2 separate regions of the Xenopus laevis genome follow, and region 1 is linked to region 2. A link is a contact called in public Hi-C data. All regions are on one chromosome and are shown on one strand. The core of a region is the stretch at or near the end of the contact, and the rest is flanking DNA. Distances in the headings are between cores, read along the strand shown. Region 1 holds the start of pitx2.L (paired like homeodomain 2 L homeolog). Region 2 has its middle 200 kb from the start of fam241a.L.

Region 1 (5,235 bases), core at 2,547-5,046, 370 kb after region 2:
AACTAAATATTGTATAAAAGGGAGAAACCAGTGAGATGGCAGGATGCCCAAGGTTTGCACTTGGATTTATATGCAGGGATTTCAGCCACTGCTCAGTGAATAGCAAGGTTGCTGGGTATACTGCCAATTGGTACGGTTGTAAGGCTGTTTTTGTAAATCATGGTTATGTTCTGCATTAAAGGGAATATCTACCTACAAACTTGTTTTTTGTTTGAGCAATGAAAGCAAATATAATTCTAAATAATAATTCAAAATGCGGTCAAAGTGTATTATTTGTCAGTGTATTTCCAATTAAAATAAGCCTTTTTTTGTGCACTCACTTTGATTGTTGAAATTGTGTATCTCTAGTGTAGCTTCAGGAGTCAGAACCAGCAGAGGAAATAAACAACTTGGCGGACTTTGTTCACAATAGGTATTACAAACAACTTCCAAGCTAAATTACTTTTTTTGGGTGGAGATGTGGAGATACCCTTTTAAAAAAAATGTAATCGCAGTTTTCCACTTTTATACCTGCAGAAAGTCCGAATAAAAGTGCAAATGTTATATGCTGGCTGTTAACTGGCCCTTTGGATAGTGAGTGTAGTTATTCAGGCCAAGGACATTTAGAAACCTTGACGGTCTCATACGTGATTTCCAAATATTTTTACCTAATCTTTTAACATAAAATTTGTTACTTCAAAATACCTCCCCAAACACCAACCTAGCATTAGGCATATATCACCTTAGCCCTAATGTTTATATGTAAGATCCAAGTAGGTTTATTGATGATTTCCTTTGTGCATATGTCAGAGAAGGGGAAGTTTACAATAGAAACAGCCTGGTGTTGTAACACACAACTATCAGATATTTTCCTATTCGTAGCGACCATTATCAATCATCTACTTATTTAATGGATCTATCTGACCCCTTTTGGTTCGACTTGTACTGGTCGGTTATATATATATATAGAAAGTATATATACATTTCGTTGTACTATTATATTCCTGTGGTTGTGATTCGTCTTATTTAGTAAATGTAATCATCCACATAAAGAACATAAAGAATTTAATTATTTCGTTATGCATATTATTTCTTTTACATTATATAGCGATAAATATTCACCAATTTATAATTGAGTGTAGGTTGTGCTCTGCCAGCTATCAGTCGATACAATGTTACACCCATAATATGACATTTATTCATCTGTGTTGATATAACTTAAGCTGAAATTAACAGTTTGCGATCAATTTAGAAAAAAACAAATATTTCATAGTTTATCGTAAATATTGTAATATAGCACAAAATAACTTAATAAAAAATGCGCCGTGTAAGCAGCCACTAATGATTCTTTTATGATACAATTGTTGTCTATGTTCATTTATTGAATAGAAAAAGGTGAATACATCGGTTGTGGTGTTGACTAGCGTCTTGGGAATATATTTACAAAATTGCGCTTTTTTATTTTATGTGCCAGAGTATTGTGCAGTAATATAAAGTTTTATATAGCTTTTACCTTCAGTTTAGGGCCTTTAATTATCATATCGGCTGTACAGTCCTTTGATACAAAGCATGGCGATGTGGTGGCTAAAACTGATTTGTTTAAATATATATATATTATCTATCAATTTCTCTGCCATGTCATACAGATAATATGTATGTGTACAGGCATAAAGGTGAATGTAAAGAAATTGAGCTAAAAATTGTATAAAATAAATGTGAGGGTGTTTGCCTTTTCTGTGTGTGTGTGTGTGTGTGTTTGTATGGTACATATATAGGTGGATAAAGAGAAGGAGAGATATACGCACCCACAGCTCTGGTCTGTAGAGTCCTAAAAGCCTGGTCTGATGCCCCTGTCACACACACCTACAATAATCTGTGCTAAAAGAGGCACCAGTTAGTGATGTAAATGATCAAGATTAGCCATTATACTCTCTCCACATTTTCCCACCCATTTCGAGACCTCCCTCTCCTAAACCCCCCCACTCACCTAAGATATATAGTTAATAAACAAATAGTTCAAGATTGATCCAGAATCACATTGACTTGGTTATAGGTCATCAACAGCAGAGTGAAAAAAATGGAAATATTTACTTTCTGTGTATACTTTATGATCTGGTGGGAATTAGAGGAAATTCAATAAGAAAAATTACTAGGACCAGCCTAAACCCCTATTTAAAAGACTTAGGCAAATGAGAGTCTTATCAGATTAAAAAGCACTAGAAATGGAAGAGCATTGTCTCTGCCGAAACGCTGTGGGGTCTGAGAGAGATTCTGGGCCAGATCTCAGGGATAAAAAAAGCGTCATTTAGGCTTCAGATAATGAAAGGAATCTAAATTAATTTAACCTAATTTTATTTTGTATTGTTTGACTGCCAAGGGGCAGACATAAAGAAATGATAGTTGATATGAGGGAAGGAGAGATAATAGGTAAAGCTTTATATATGATAATTAGATTAGATAGATTGAAAGATAGACAGATTGAAAGATAGATAGATAGATAGATAGATAGATAGATAGATAGATAGATAGATAGATAGAAGATAGATAGTAGATAGATGATAGAGAGAGAGAGAGAGAGAGAGAGAGAGAGAGAGAGAGAGAGAGATAATAGATGGATGTATGGATGTATGGATAGATAGATGATAGATAGATAGATAGATAGATAGATAGATAGATAGATAGATAGATAGATAGATAGATAGATAGATAGATAGTGTAGATAGATGTACAGAAATAGACAGATGATGAGAAAGATCGTAATTAGGTGCTTTATTTACTGTAATGAGTATAATGTTTTCCTTTTGTAAATCTAAGGCCTTATATATTTGGAAAATACATGTATATCTATTTCTCAGAGGCAAAGGGGATCTGGTCGTTTTTTTCGGGATCTGACTGGTTTTTTTCTGGATATGATCAGTTACCCAATTCTTTTCTATGAACTGGGCGTGAAAGCGACTTGTACATATCGGGACAGTACTTTATAGAGAATGTGCAGATACGGATTGTAGCAAATTTTTCAATGGCAATTTAGCTTCCCAGGCCCGCCTTCCCCATGTAAGTCTGACAAGTAATATCATTTTAAAAAGTCCATATTTTGCTTTAAAACAACGTGAATCCCCTTGTCATTTCCCCCTGGCACACGTTAAATCTTCCATCACATTGACCGGTGTGAGTTTGCAGCGATCTCCCGGCGCACTTGTGCTTTGAGTGTCTGTATTGCACCAACTGCTTGGAGATGTCAAGCTTAGAGCCCGCCCTTGCCTCCAGCCGATTGGTCGCTATTATTACAATTGCCACGCCTCTTGAGAGCACGTTGCCGGTCGATATCCTCCTATTGGCCAATGCGCGCCCTGCGGGACTGACGAGCCAGTTAGGGAGGAGGCGTGTGGCAAACGGTGACGTCACAGTGCTGGGGTAGGACAAATGTCTGATGTGACGGGCTTAGTCAAACAGGGAAGCGGCTGAGCCTTCGTTGGGTCTCCATTGCCTGTTGGTAGTGAATGAGATCAGCATCCCTTGTGCAAGTGCTGAGCCTGGATACAGTGGCATCTCTCTGCCCAGTGGCACCTGCCTTTAATGCTCCTGACAGATCTCTAGGAGGATTTCCTTCCATCACCCTGTAGCAACGAGTGAGGAGCTCAGCAGCCTTCATTATTACTGTAGTGGACCCATCAGGACTTACATGTAAGCCTGTACTTACTCAGCAGCCTGCTCTGTCCTACATACCCTGCTGGTGCCATCACTTGGACTCATAGTAGTGTCATTGAATTCCATTGCGACTTTCGGGCGCTTTCATTCAGTTCTCTGATTATTTGGACTTGGATATTTTTGTGAGCCTACTGTACTGTACCCCCAGCATCCTCCATGAACTCTATGAAAGAGCCTTTACATTTGGATCACTTGGCTGGGAGTAGAGTTGCTGCAGCTTCTTCCCATCACCACCACCATCATCACCACCAGCACCAGACAGTGACCCTTGTATCCATGGCCTCCTCATTGGGTCAGCGCTCTGGGGAGTGTAAGTCAAGGCTAGAGGTGCACACCATCTCTGACACCTCCAGCCCAGACACTGCAGGTAAGAACATGGCCCAGGCACAAGGGACACATATGTGTGCTATATGTAGTAGAGTGAGCAAGAGTTCTTTTGCTGGGGGGCTGCTGATTACTCACAGGTGTGTAGGTGCCCCTACAAATTGCAAATACAGTATTTCTCCTATTTTTTTTCTTTTCAACTTTGATTCATTCTCTATTAAATCACTGTTTGTGCAAGAACTGTTTGTGCAAGAACTCTAGTGAGTACAGTAGCTCTCATTTACATTGGACTTGGTGACAAGCAGCAGGAGCACATTCATCTAGCGAGGGGCATATTCTAATTCTGTATCCTCAAGTGTGTGATCCCATACCAAGTTTAGAAATGACAGGGTCAGTCAGTTTTGTTACGTTGAAGCACTGGGGGGAGGGCAGAAATACTGCGATAGTTCTGCAGATAATTAGGTGAAACAAATGACAATGGGTCGCTTAATAAAGTCTTCAGAGTGACTGCAGCAGAGAAATGAAAAGAGCAGGAGGGGCCAGGGAATTGCTTTTTATTATCCCCGGGGGAGGATTGACTCATGGTCGTTTGGAAATTCAAACACTGAACTAGTGCAAATAATGGAAGTTCGAATAGAGCAACTGGGACTTGAATTGGTGCAGTTATTTTGTTTTAATTAGTTCTTTTTTTTAAACAATGACAGATCTGTTATATATTGACAGGGAACCATGTAAAATAAATATTTTCATTCATTGTGCTCCCAGTTGCATATGAAAACTCCTTCTGACAAAATCTTCAAAATATCAACAGAACTGAGAATATTGCATGAATTCGTTAATACATTATTTCATAATAAAGCACACAGGGAAATTGTTTAAAATGAACACTTCTACTTTTTAAGTGGAAAAAAATTATTTATAACAGGATAGGAAGAAATTCATTTGTCGCATATATTTAAGGGAAAATACTGTTTTATTTTTATTTGTCGCTAAACAGAAAGTTACTATTTACTGAGTAAAGACTTCTTTGTAATTCGTTGTCATTTTGAATTAGAAAAAGCAGAATGTAAATGAGAAATCGTTCGTTAGTACAGTAGTAGGTAAAAGAAGGAGGGCCGCTGTGTACTGCTCACATTTACTGGGATTAATATAACAAGCCAAACAGGACGAATGATGATTCAAACGGAGTCCAGAAATGGGAAGTGTGTTAAATCAATTTGTCGC
Region 2 (5,439 bases), core at 2,489-4,988:
CTCAAAAGAGCAAACAGATTTTTTTTTTATATTTAATATTGAAATTTGACATCGGGCTGGACATATTGTCAGTTTCCCAGGTGCCCCCAGTCATGTGACTTTACTGCAGCACTGCAAGTTGGTGTGATATCACCCCCCTCCCTGCCCCCCCCAGCATTTTAACAACAGAACAATGGGAAGGTAACCAGATAGCAGCCCCCTAACACAAGATAACAGCTGCCTGGTAGATCTAAGAACAGCACTCAATAGTAAAATCTAGGTTCCACTTTGTCACATTCAGTTACATTGAGTAGGAGAAACAACAGCCAGCCAGAAAGCAGTTCCATACTAAAGTGCTGGCTCTTTCTGAAAGCACATGACCAGACCTGAGATGGCTGCCTACACACCAATATTACAACTAAAAAACTACACTTGCTGGTTCAGGAATTAAATTTTATACATTATTTGCAGTGTAAATAGTGTATTTTAGAAATAATAACTACACCCTAAAAATCATGACACAATCCATTTAAGAGATTAATAACCAAATTATAGAAATATCTATTATCCAGAAAATCCCAGTCAATGACTTTTTTTGATGTAATCTATTTTATCTCTTTGTTCTTCTGTTGAGTGCTTTACTAGTTCTGTCTTTCATCTATAAGTCATTATTAGTAGCACTTTGCATTCTGGGTAAATATCACTGTAAGTATTTGGTGCAGCTGATGTTAACCCAGCTTTTTCCTGTCTGTTATTACACTATTATTGTACTATTGTAATAGATTAAATATTTAGGGAAGGAAATTCTGTTGGATGTAGAGATCAAGCATTTGCCTCCAAAATCCTATTCCCACATACCTGCCATATTTTTAAGGTGTAGTCTTTGGATGGACCAGTCCTACCCTGGTACCAATGTTTGGAATTCTACAGTTTCCAGTTCTTTTATCTTGCTTCTTTATTATGTCATTTTCTTTCTATTTTTTTCTTGTTGTTCTACATGAAAACCGCACAATTAAATACAATACTTTTAAAATGGTAAATGGCTAATCAGCATATAACTAAGAGACAGGATGAGGGGTGGTAAGATATGATAACAGCCATGCATAATGTGACTACATAAATGCTAATTAGCCATGTAATTATGTAATTAGCATGTAAACAAGTATTGTATATATATATATATATATATATATATATATATATATATATATATATATATATATATATATATATATATGCCATGTTTATCACAATTTGGATTGTGGAGTAGCACAGAAATTAGGTGTGTAATTCTAAAGCTAGAAGTAACCATTCCTACTGCTCAGTAAAAAAAGCTCTATTTTGTCTGGTTTAAAATGGTGATTTGGGAACCTTATTGCACACCCTGAATTTTTGAGGTATGGGATATATTATAAAGTCCAGTGCTTTTTTTTACAGGTCATGGCTGGACCTGTGAGATGACTTCTAATACCTAAGGCAGTGGAATGCCATGTTGAAAAAAAAAAAAAAAAAAAAAAACCAGGGCTTGTTCAATATATTACTGTAATATATTACAGGTAAACATTTTCTTAGAAATGAGAGGGTGAGACCAACTGGTTTAGCAGTAGCTTTTTGTTATATGGAGTATTGACTGTAAATGTAACTGTTCAGTAAACCCGATTCTCATATACATAGCATAACACTTAATAAATCTCAGGGAAATCAGGTGGATGAGAGCCAGCAATGGCTAACCAGTAATGAGAGATTTATAGGCAGACAGACTCTGTCTGGATTTTGCTCTCTCTGTTAAAAAGATGTGCCTCCCAGGATTTTTTACAAAGGAACATCTTCGCCACTGTAAAGGACTGATATCATTCCTTGCTGTAACCAGGAACACTCTGCTCTCTGTATTAACCACTAGGTGGCATCATCCTGCTGCCTTATACTAGAATATAGCAGAAGAAAATAATCAGGACCCATAGGAAGTACTGCAGGGATTTGGGATTTTATTCTAAGAAACTGACAAAATAATTAAAAATAATATGCAAGGTTATTGAGCAGTCTGATAAAGGTCAGCGGTATGTCAAACCTAAATAGCAATGGAAACTATCTAAAGGATGGGTGGCATACACAACAGAGAAGAAATACTATATTCATGTTATGCCTTATCCTTCTTTTAAACAAAGGGCAAGTTATAACTTCTGCCTATTTGCACCTCTACATATGAATAAAAGCTGCCACACTGTATGCATCATAAACTCCAATGGAACAGTGAATTCTCCTTTTGTCCAGTAGATGGTAGTGTTGTTTTGATGCTTATACAAAATACCTTGGCTGTGGCAAGTGATATGGCAGCTCCCATATGCAGACTTTAGGGATATCCCAGACTTTAGGGAGACCTTAAGGGGCAGTTCACCTTTAAGTTGATTTTTTTGTTTTGGCCAATTGTAAGCAACTTCTTAATTGGTCTTCATTATTAATTTTTTTTAATTATTTGCCGTCTTCTTCTAATCTTTCCAACTTTCAAATATGGGTCACTGACCCCATCTAAAAAAACAAATTCTCAGTAAGGTTACAAATGTCTTGTTTTTGCTACTTTTTATTACTCATCTTTCTATTCAGGCACTCTCCCATTTACAGTATATTTGAGTCTCTTATTCAAAATCAATCCATGGTTGCTAGTGTAGTTTGGCCCCTAGCCACCAGCTTGCTGAAATTGCAAACTGAAGAGCTGCTGAATAAAAAGCTAAATAACTCAAAAACCACAAATAGAAAACCAATTGCAAATTGTCTCAGAATATCACTCTCTATATCATACTAATAAAAGTTATTTTAAAGATGAACAACTCCTTTAAGATGGATATTTCTTTAACATTCCCTTCTCTTATATCTTATACACAGAGGGTCTATAGAGTTATAATAAATATACAATGGAATTGTAGAAACGCAAGGATTCCGCCCTCCCCATTAAGAGGGTTGGTATTATGGAATATATGGTGCTCATCAGCTTGCGGTTTCATTGGCTTCCTTGTGTTACAGCATTTTACCGCAATGCAATGAAAAAGTGAGGCAACTTTTGTTTCACAGACGCACAACACAGTAACTGGTACAGTTCAGCCACGGCTCAGATGCATATTAATGTCTCTGCAACTGAATTCAATTTAGGAATTACAGAGCAGGAAATTTCAGCTAATTGTTACAATAGGGAAATGTTTTGTAGTGCAAATGTAATCTGCTTGCTGTAAAGTAGAGCTCGGGACAGCATCCAGAGAGCAGACATCTGAAAAAAGATGCCTTGCACAAGTTTAGCCCGAGGTGCAGGCATCGGCTGATGTGGCCTGTATTAAAATGCTTCAAAGAAACAAAACAAAAAGGCTAAGGCCTTGCAAGAACAAAGGCTTTGCAAAGGGGGGCTTTGCTGTCTGCAGGCAGCAATGTTTACAAAATATAGGGTATTGCAACAAAAAATATTCACAAATTGATCCCTGGGCTGACAGTGTAATTCGTTTGTAATACAAAGTCAAAACAAGAATAGTTTTGAGATACTTTAAAGGGACACAATCGTGCATATTATTTCCCCTTTGTATGTGAGTGAAGTAACTATTAAATAATTAAAAAAAAATAGTTTTATTTATTTGTTTCCCCTAGATTCTATAATGAGTCTTGCCTAGTATACCACTGTCTCCTGATGGGTGATGATCTCAGTATTCATTGTCGCCCCCCATAGCTCTCTCTCTCTGTTTTATTACCCCTTGGGCAGGTGGAGGTGGTCAATTAGAAATAGCTATAGATATATTTGTTTTGCTTAAGCATTTACAAGAATAACCTCATCTGTTTGCTCAAAGGCCTATTCAGAGAGACACAAAAGAGCTTTTTTTAAATGACAGCAGAGCAAAACAGATGTCAGCCACCATGTTTTCGCTAAAACCCTGCCCTACCTTCATTGTCTCTTTCCGCAGGTCCTTGTGCTCCAGAAAGGCAGTGTCAAAAGCTTAGCATAATTGAAATCCCTGTTGTCAAAATGTAACACTATTTGTTTACCATTTAAAATTTAGTGAAAAAACCCTGATGGAATGGCATGGTACAGAGTAAAAAAAGCCTCATAGAAAACAGCTTAAGGTTTATATTTTACGTTTTTGTGCTTATACATAGATTGAAAGGAGAACTAAACCCTAAAAAATTTATATACTGAACCTATTGCACCAGCCTAGAGTTTCAGCTTCTCAATAGCAGCAATGATCCAGGACTTCAAACTCGTCACAGGGGGTCACCATCTTGGAAAGAGTCTGCAACACTCACATGCTCAGTGGTCTCTGAGCAGCTGTTGAGAAGCTAAGCTTAGGGGTCGTCACAAATTATCAAGCAGAAAATTAGGTTGGCCTGGAATATAAGCTGATGCCACAGGGCTGATTATTAAATTCTGATGCTAATTGCACTGGTTTCTCTGCTGCCATGTAGTAATTATCTGTATTAATTACTAATCAGCCTTATAATGTGACATTTATATTCTATGTGTACTGTAAATTGTGAGTGGGTCCCTAAGCTCAGTAAGTGACAGCAGCACAGAGCATGTGCAGTGAATCAGCAGAAAAGAAGATGGGGAGCTACTGGGGCATCTTTGGAGGCACAGATGTTGTCTATACGAGCAGTCACGGTCAACCTGTTATGTCAGAGAACTAGAATATCCTGAAATGGCAGACTCATCGTTACTAGAGCAATCTGGATTATGGCACATATCCACTGTACTATATAGAGACAAATTAGTGGGTTAGGAATTAAAATTATATAAAATGATTAATCAATACCTGATATATGTGACTAAAATAATTTTTTAGTACCTCGGGCAATAATACGTTTTTTAAGGTTTTATTTGCATATTTTATTGCATAGCCTGAAGTATAATTTGCCAAAGACAATGCTAATTAATAGCTGTTCTTTGCATGTGTACTCTATGCATATGGACAGCCGCTACTCAACATTATCAGCAGTGCGGGACAATGAAGGAGAAATTAACCAAATGTAAAATGCTCTCAGACAGTATTGCTTCAAATACACCACTAGATGGCAGGACTTACTTATTAAAAGTACATTGTTCTGCTGTACATAGCATTGTTGAAAATGTGTGATGTCTTTCTTAGAAGACAAATATGTGTCTGTTTAATCATTTGGTATGTTTTATTTTGTTTAATAATTGCATTTTTATAGTAGACATTTCAGCTTATTCATACTAGAGTATACAAGAGTGCATAAACGCACAGGTCTGCTCTCTGCCATCTCTGCCATGATTGCATTTATAAATATATATTTTAATATATTTTTATAAATATAGTCATTTGTCCTTCAGAATTTCATACATCTTCCAAGTATGAGTTGCCCCTATGCACAAGCGGGCACATAAGAACACAAATAAGCGACACACACTTAAATTTCTTGCGCAGTAAGAAATAAATGCCTAAATTTGGCCATCAAATTTCTATTGAA

What was found. A called contact is a pair of places that touch in the nucleus more often than the background predicts.
Region 1: a Hi-C map of animal cap shows a contact between it and region 2, with 8 times the contacts expected there. The contact joins the promoter of pitx2.L here to the enhancer-like site in region 2. A contact is called at or near these places in 3 of 4 Hi-C or Micro-C datasets (the XL177 cell line, the XTC cell line and animal cap).

The regions. Positions count from the first base shown.
Region 1 is chr1L:72,151,061-72,156,295 of Xenopus_laevis_v10.1, forward strand. pitx2.L (paired like homeodomain 2 L homeolog) reads left to right here and starts at 3,797. Exons shown (of 3, transcript NM_001088287.1): 1 at 3,797-4,054. The coding sequence starts at 3,844. LOC121402985 (a long non-coding RNA gene) reads right to left here and starts at 2,046. Exons shown (of 2, transcript XR_005966922.1): 1 at 1,967-2,046; 2 at 1,028-1,852.
Region 2 is chr1L:71,783,038-71,788,476 of Xenopus_laevis_v10.1, forward strand. No RefSeq gene overlaps it. Among protein-coding and RNA genes, the nearest start is that of fam241a.L, 200 kb to the left of the region's middle. Within about 2 kb of position 3,739, at least 1 of the 7 cell types and tissues checked has an H3K27ac peak or open chromatin away from gene starts, as enhancers often do. A contact at or near this core is called in animal cap, where this site is marked.